Linked DNA regions of Salmo salar: region 1 is linked to region 2. A link is a contact called in public Hi-C data. All regions are on one chromosome and are shown on one strand. The core of a region is the stretch at or near the end of the contact, and the rest is flanking DNA. Distances in the headings are between cores, read along the strand shown. Region 1 holds the start of ssbp4 (single stranded DNA binding protein 4). Region 2 has its middle 32 kb from the start of LOC106584423.

Region 1 (3,375 bases), core at 494-2,993, 45 kb before region 2:
AGAGCATGCAAAGCTGTCATCAAGACAAAGGGTGGCTACTTTGAAGAATATAAAATATATTTTTATTTGTTTAAAACCTTTTGGGTTACTACATGATTCCATATGTGTTATTTCATAGTTTTGATGCCTTTACTATTATTCTACAATGTAGAAAATAGTAAAATAAAGAAAACCCCTTGAATGAGTAGGTGTGTCCAAACTTGACTGGTACTGTATTTTAAACAAAATACAAACATCTGGATAAGCATCAAAAGCCTACATAGGAGAGTTTGAAATGAGGTACTGTTTCTCCATGATAAACGTACTGTATTTATTCATGCAGGAGAAAAAAAGCAACATGAGAAGCACTGCTATCCAGGTGCCTTGATCGACGTCTCCACATTATCTTTGTGATCTTGGGACAACAAACTCGGTTCATAGTTGTGACAGTCATCGTTACATCATGTGTGCAGGCTAAATATGTAACAAAGTGATGACCATATCAGGATCACAACACAATAGCTTGTGTCGCATAGAAAGCAACAAAGTACATAAGATGTTGCCTTTATGCAAAGCACTGGTTAAAATCTGTGCCTCCACTTATAATCAAAATCGTTAATTTGACACTTTAAAAGTTATGGCAGTTTCTTTGCCTTCCCCCAAAGAGGATAAAGGCTTAGCTTGTACTATGATATAGCCATTATTAATATTCAAAGCCTCACAAATTAGACACTTTGATATTTGGACAAATTAGTTCAAAAGGATTGAGGTTATTTTGTTCGTAAGTGTTAGTCCAAGGCTTTTCAAACATTTTACAGTAACACTCCTCTTAACATTGGTGTTAGGCTGCATTGCTTACATATACCACGCTTACAAGTTTACGTAGGTGTAACTAAAGTTTATTTAACAGTCAAGTCAGAACTTCTGTTCATTTGCTCAGGTGGGATGTCCAGCACAAATTCTTCATTAACACGAATGGAGTAAGAAGAAATCTATAATAAGACGTCTAGAGAAGATATCTAGTAAACCTACTGTATGGGTCGATTGCGTTTTAAAAATCCCTAGAAACTCGTCTCTCAAAACTTTGCACATTCAAACAATATGTGAGTCTGCGTCCATGCTGCATGCAACTGCTTACAGAAAAACAACATACTTAGATTCCATATCTTCTAAAATAGAATGTCATGCACAAAATCGTTGTTCGAAGTAGCAATTACGTTATTTCTTGCAATCGCTGCATGGGCGCTATATTTGATATTTACATTCTAGACAGCGATACATTTATAACCCCAAATGAACAACTATTCGGTTGATTGCGATAATGTTGCGATCATGTTTTAATAAATATCCTCTAAAAGAACGAGAAAGTAGAAGAAGAAAAAAAAGTTAGAGACGTACCACCGCGGGAGCAAACAACACTCAGGAGAGCGAGTGAGTAATGTACAGACCTATACATTATGGTAGCTATAGTTTAGAAAGTTGGAGATTCCTTTTAACCAGGTGAAACTCTTAAATAGTGCATAATTCACTTACTTTTCTCTCGCTTGGCTATCGGAAGGGACGACAGCTCCTTTACCTTTAGCGTACATGCTGGATTCTGTTTTAAGACTTTTACCCCACTCAACACCTGTCAAAGAAAGCAGCCAGCCAAACGTTCTATCTCCATAGCTACCCCTTTAGTGTTTTTCCTTATCCTCCTCCTCCCCCCTCCTCCTCCTCCTCCTTTTTTTCACATCTCCAACATTGGCCACAAATCAGGCACAGTTTCTATTGGGGGAACTTGAAACAGACCGGTGGTGGATTTTTTTCCCCCTCAACCGCTGTTCGAGAATGCATTCACACTCCCTCCGCTAGGGAATGGTGGGGGCTTCTTAAAGGGGAACGCACACGCTTCTTGTTTACTGACCTCAGAAACATGTAAGCAATTGAGATAGGAAAAACTGAAGTCCTCCATTTAGGCCAGCATTTCCCAAACTCGCCCCCTGGGATCCCAAAGGGGGCACGTTTTGGTTTTTGCCCTATCACTAACTGATGGTTTACATTTCTCAAATCATAAATTCAAAAAGGACTACTGGATTGACCAAAGGCTCAAGCCCGTTTTATCCGCACACCAAAATTGACTTAATTTACTGGGCAGTCCTAGGTAGCTGAGGGGTTGGACAAATACATTTCATGGTAGCTAATTGAATTACACAAATAGCCAAACTGACCATTGTGTGAAAGGCTACTGCCTGCGTGAAAACGTATCAAAATAATGAGTCGCAGTCTCCCCAAAATGTAGCAGTTACAGTGTTGTGCTTCGCAACTGAGTCAATTATGTATTATTATTTTTGAATGAGGACATCATTTTGCCTGTTGGTGAGCCAAAGTAGATATTTAGTGTGTGCTTAGTGTTGTAGGAGTTGTTGTCATCTCTTGCTTAGTGTTGTACCAATTCTTTAGTGATTCATAGAATCACATGATGAGGAACCTTGTCTGGGACATAAAAAACATTGTAGTCTTCAGACCAAAAGCTAGTTGGAGGGGTGAGCATCAACAGCCAGGGTTTAAACCAGTCGGTTACATTGGTGCCATGACCTGTATCAAAGAGCTGAGGTTGATGATGAGAGGAGTTTAAAGGGGAGTGAATGTAAAGCAGGCAGCTAGTCTGGAGAGTTGTAGCCTTTGCCTGTCGAGTAACCTCAACTGAGAGACCTAAAAAGTCAACTGCCCCCCCTTCTTATTGTCAGTTGTTGCCTCAACTTATTTTCAATGTCACCTAATGATCGATTTGAATTGCTACGTTCTGCCTCTATCGTTAAGATCCTAAGTGGCTGGGGGTGGAGCTACTCAGGTTCAATTATTTATTGTTTTGATATGGTTAAAAATAACCCTCATAGACCACCACACTGCACCGAGCAACCTTCCTCTGTAGCAAACGTCTTTGTTATACAATGTCAATAGAAACACAATGGATATGTGTAGTGTAGCAACCATTTCAGATATTCTACAGTTGGAAGAAAAAATCTATAAATTGCTGTCCAGCAGAGGAATTCCCCCAGCTCCTCCCATTGTGGGGGGGCCAAATGATAATTAATCACAGGTTGAATAATTTAATGCAGAGCAAACGGATGCCTTCATTTTAGTCATTTAGCAGACACTCTTATCCAGAGCAACTTACAGTTGTGAATGCATACATTTTCATACATTTGTTTTTTGTATTGGCCCCCCATGGGAATCGAACCCACAACCCTGGCGTTGCACACACCATGCTGGCGTTGCACACACCATGCTCTACCAACTGAGCCACAGGGAGCCTATTTCTCAGCACCTGCCTTAGGAAGTGTGTGTGTGTGTGTGTGTGTGTGTGTGTGTGTGTGTGTGTGTGTGTGTGTGTGTGTGTGTGTGTGTGTGTGT
Region 2 (3,263 bases), core at 721-3,220:
AGATTTTCAGGTGGGGTTTGGAATCTCTCCCAGCCAGGTTAAAGAATCTTGGCCTTCCATTTTATGGACTGTTCCCCATTCCAGCAAAGATATGGTTTCATTCCCCCAGAGCAGAGTAGCTATAGCCTGTCACAGGCCTCTCTGCTGACAGCAGGTTTTATTTGATGTTGACGTCTTGTATTTGGTTTCAGCGAAGCCCCAACATATGATTCCAATTATGGCCATAGCAGGAGCTCATGCTGGTTGCTGACTTTTGACGTTGGGCAGATGGACAGATGGATGGAGAGGTTGATGTAAGTGTTAATAAAGATCAGTTGGGAACAGCGCTTAGGTCCTCCTTTCGGCACGTACGCAACATGCAACACTAAGTCCAAAAGGAGACGAACTCCAATGAGTCTATCTATTCTAGACTGCCAACCGAGCAGATGGATAAACAATTGGAAAACTGTTGAAACTTAACTGATTTATTGTTTTATTTCAAAAGGAATGAATTTAATTCAGCATTTCAAGTCACTGGTGTAAACTAGATTTAGCTATAGAAGATCATGACAGAGAATCGATTTGTGATAACATGTTTCTTCTGTTGTTTGATAGCTTGAACTCTATCTAATAGGTAGCCTAATCTGAAAAATGATCAAACTGGCTCAATCTCTCTTAAATGAAAGAAACTGCTTTCCTCATAAACCTCTAAGGATAAAATGTATGTTTACTGTTTAATCACTTCCACAACCAAAGAGGCTGAACTTTGATAAAAACACTTTGTCTCTCTGTTGGTGCCCTATGTTCAACTGGTGTTGTTGTTTAAAGAGATCAATGGTTTCAGGTGTATTGTTGTTCATTTCAGACATTAAGATAGGAAATGCTCAACTTTGACTTCTGGAGTGATAGTAGTTCATAACAAGACATTGATCAATTCAAAGAAAACATTGCGCAATGCCATGACCATGAACTTGAATCCATTTCTTAGTAATGGTTGCGTCTCCATTATGAAAAGGATCTGAGACTTGCCAGTTACTAAGTTATAACAGTCCATTGAAAGACCAAACACATGTTGAGATACCAGACAGAACATGCTGTTGTTGTAGGATTAAATGTTCCTATATTACTGTTTCAATCCACGGTCTCGCAAACGTTAAGAGAAACAGCAATTATCAATGAGAAGTGAAAAAAGTTAGATAACGTTATGACAGTATTGAAAATACATTGTCAAAAAAGAATGGGGGTGGTAGGCCGATACATAGTGAATTCATCTGAGCATCATGGGGCAGACATGGCCATTTACATAGCACTCACTGTGTAAAGTCAAAATGATTAGTGACTTGATTGCAGTGTACAGTATATCATTAGGCTAATTTATTAATTCTCTGTAATATGATTGTAAAAAGCAACAAAGACCGATAAAGAAATATGCATGAATTAGTGACATCATACAAAGACCACCCCTCTTTATATGTTGCCCCCATCAATCAAATTATTGTCACGCTTCCAGCTTAGGGCTGTGATTATTGCATGAACCATGAGGAATCAGTGAAATGAACAAATTCCTATTATCAAGCGCTCACAATAATCACAAATATCTCTACTCCATAGACCACAATTATTGGTACAGAATATGTGTCCTTTAATATCATATTTAGTTAATTATTCAATGCATTATGGTATGATATGATATATTGTTACAACAATGATAGTATCAGTGTGTAAACAGAAGGTATAGGTGATTATGTTCAATAGGTTATTCTTCCGATTATAGTACAGGATAGCTCTTTTGTGTTCAATAATTTAATGGTATATAGGAAAACAATCATATTTATGGGGTTTAATGTTTGGGCGGCACACTATTCTATATTTCCCCTTTATCAGCTAAAGGCTTTAGTTATTTACTTTAAAATTGACTAATTTCTTATTCCAGCGGAGGGAGGAATGGACACTGACTTGAACAGCTGCTTCATGACCCAAAAAACTGTCAGTCTTTCCCTGGAATAAATTGTGGAATGTTCCATTTTTCAAAGCGGGGGACAGAAACTGTGAGAAATAAGAAAACCGAGAGATAACCATTTAAAACACTATTATTTTGGCAGTCAGTAAAACGAAATAAGGTTTATAACATTATTATTAAGTATTTTATTCTCCAAATATTATTTATTTATCATAAACGAAGAGATAGACTTTAGATTAGTAATACACACCCCGCTCGAAAAAGCGCAGATTCGAGTAGGCTCATAGTAGAATCAATTCACAGAGAGGGTAGCTTGAAACCGGCAACTCATGCCTGTGCACGGAGTTTGTAGAGTGGCGTGTCGGGCAGTTTGGAGTTTAATAGTCCGAATAGCATCCGTACAATGTAGTCTGTCTATCCATACATATGAATACATGTAACAGTTAAAAACGAATATTATTATCGTTTTAAATACAGATGTTTAGCCCAGGAAGAAGAGCGCAAATACGGGTTAAAAATTAAACAGAATTTGTTGTTACCAAACTATCTTGTCATAACTTTTTTGCTTGCTTGCTCGTGTATGTATGTGTGTGTGTGTGTGAGGTGTTTCTAACTTTCCCTGTCAATTTAACTACAAATACTGAATAGTCTGTCATCAGGCAATACTCATCTTTGCAGTGACAGAACATTATATAGTAATAACACCCATGCACGATGACAGAGTTGCCAGACCTGGATTAGGCTACAGTTCACAGGCATGTTTTGCACCTGTGAATGGCCACATTTGAAATTGATACAATGTCTTAGCATATTTTAATTGCAACTGACAATGTGTCCACCAAACTATCACAGATTTGAATAGTTACATAGCAATTTCAAGGTATCACTCTCCTTGAAAATGGTTCCTCACTCAGCTAGTAGTGGGTATTGATTATAGCCCACATTGAATTATGGAAAACAGTCCCCTTAAGTGTTTACCCATGAGAGATCTGTCAGGAGCTGTTACTAGGGTCAGGAGATTTTCCTGTGAACTGACCAGGAAAAAAATCCTAGCCCTTATTATTACCTATAGCACCCAGAACTTCAGTCCCAAAACAAGACTGTATTTTCTGTTCAGATGCCCCATACACTCACCATTTATCATAATCTCACATTTATTTAAATCCCTGACATTGTCTTACAAATTAAATATCTTACTGTGGCACATCTACAATAAAAGTTTATTAATTCCAGTTTGGCACTTTTGAATAGGTTGTCTGTCCAGGGATTTTGTTTTCTTGACCATAGTGTTTTAACTACATGAAGAAGTACAGAAAGGTGAAGC

The links. A called contact is a pair of places that touch in the nucleus more often than the background predicts.
Region 1: a Hi-C map of blood shows a contact between it and region 2, with 16 times the contacts expected there. The contact joins the promoter of ssbp4 here to the enhancer-like site in region 2. A contact is called at or near these places in 3 of 3 Hi-C or Micro-C datasets (blood, gill and muscle).

The regions. Positions count from the first base shown.
Region 1 is chrssa23:32,196,865-32,200,239 of Ssal_v3.1, reverse strand. ssbp4 (single stranded DNA binding protein 4) reads right to left here and starts at 1,743. Exons shown (of 18, transcript XM_014169744.2): 1 at 1,513-1,743. The coding sequence starts at 1,568.
Region 2 is chrssa23:32,151,973-32,155,235 of Ssal_v3.1, reverse strand. No RefSeq gene overlaps it. Among protein-coding and RNA genes, the nearest start is that of LOC106584423, 32 kb to the right of the region's middle. Within about 2 kb of position 1,970, at least 4 of the 13 cell types and tissues checked have an H3K27ac peak or open chromatin away from gene starts, as enhancers often do.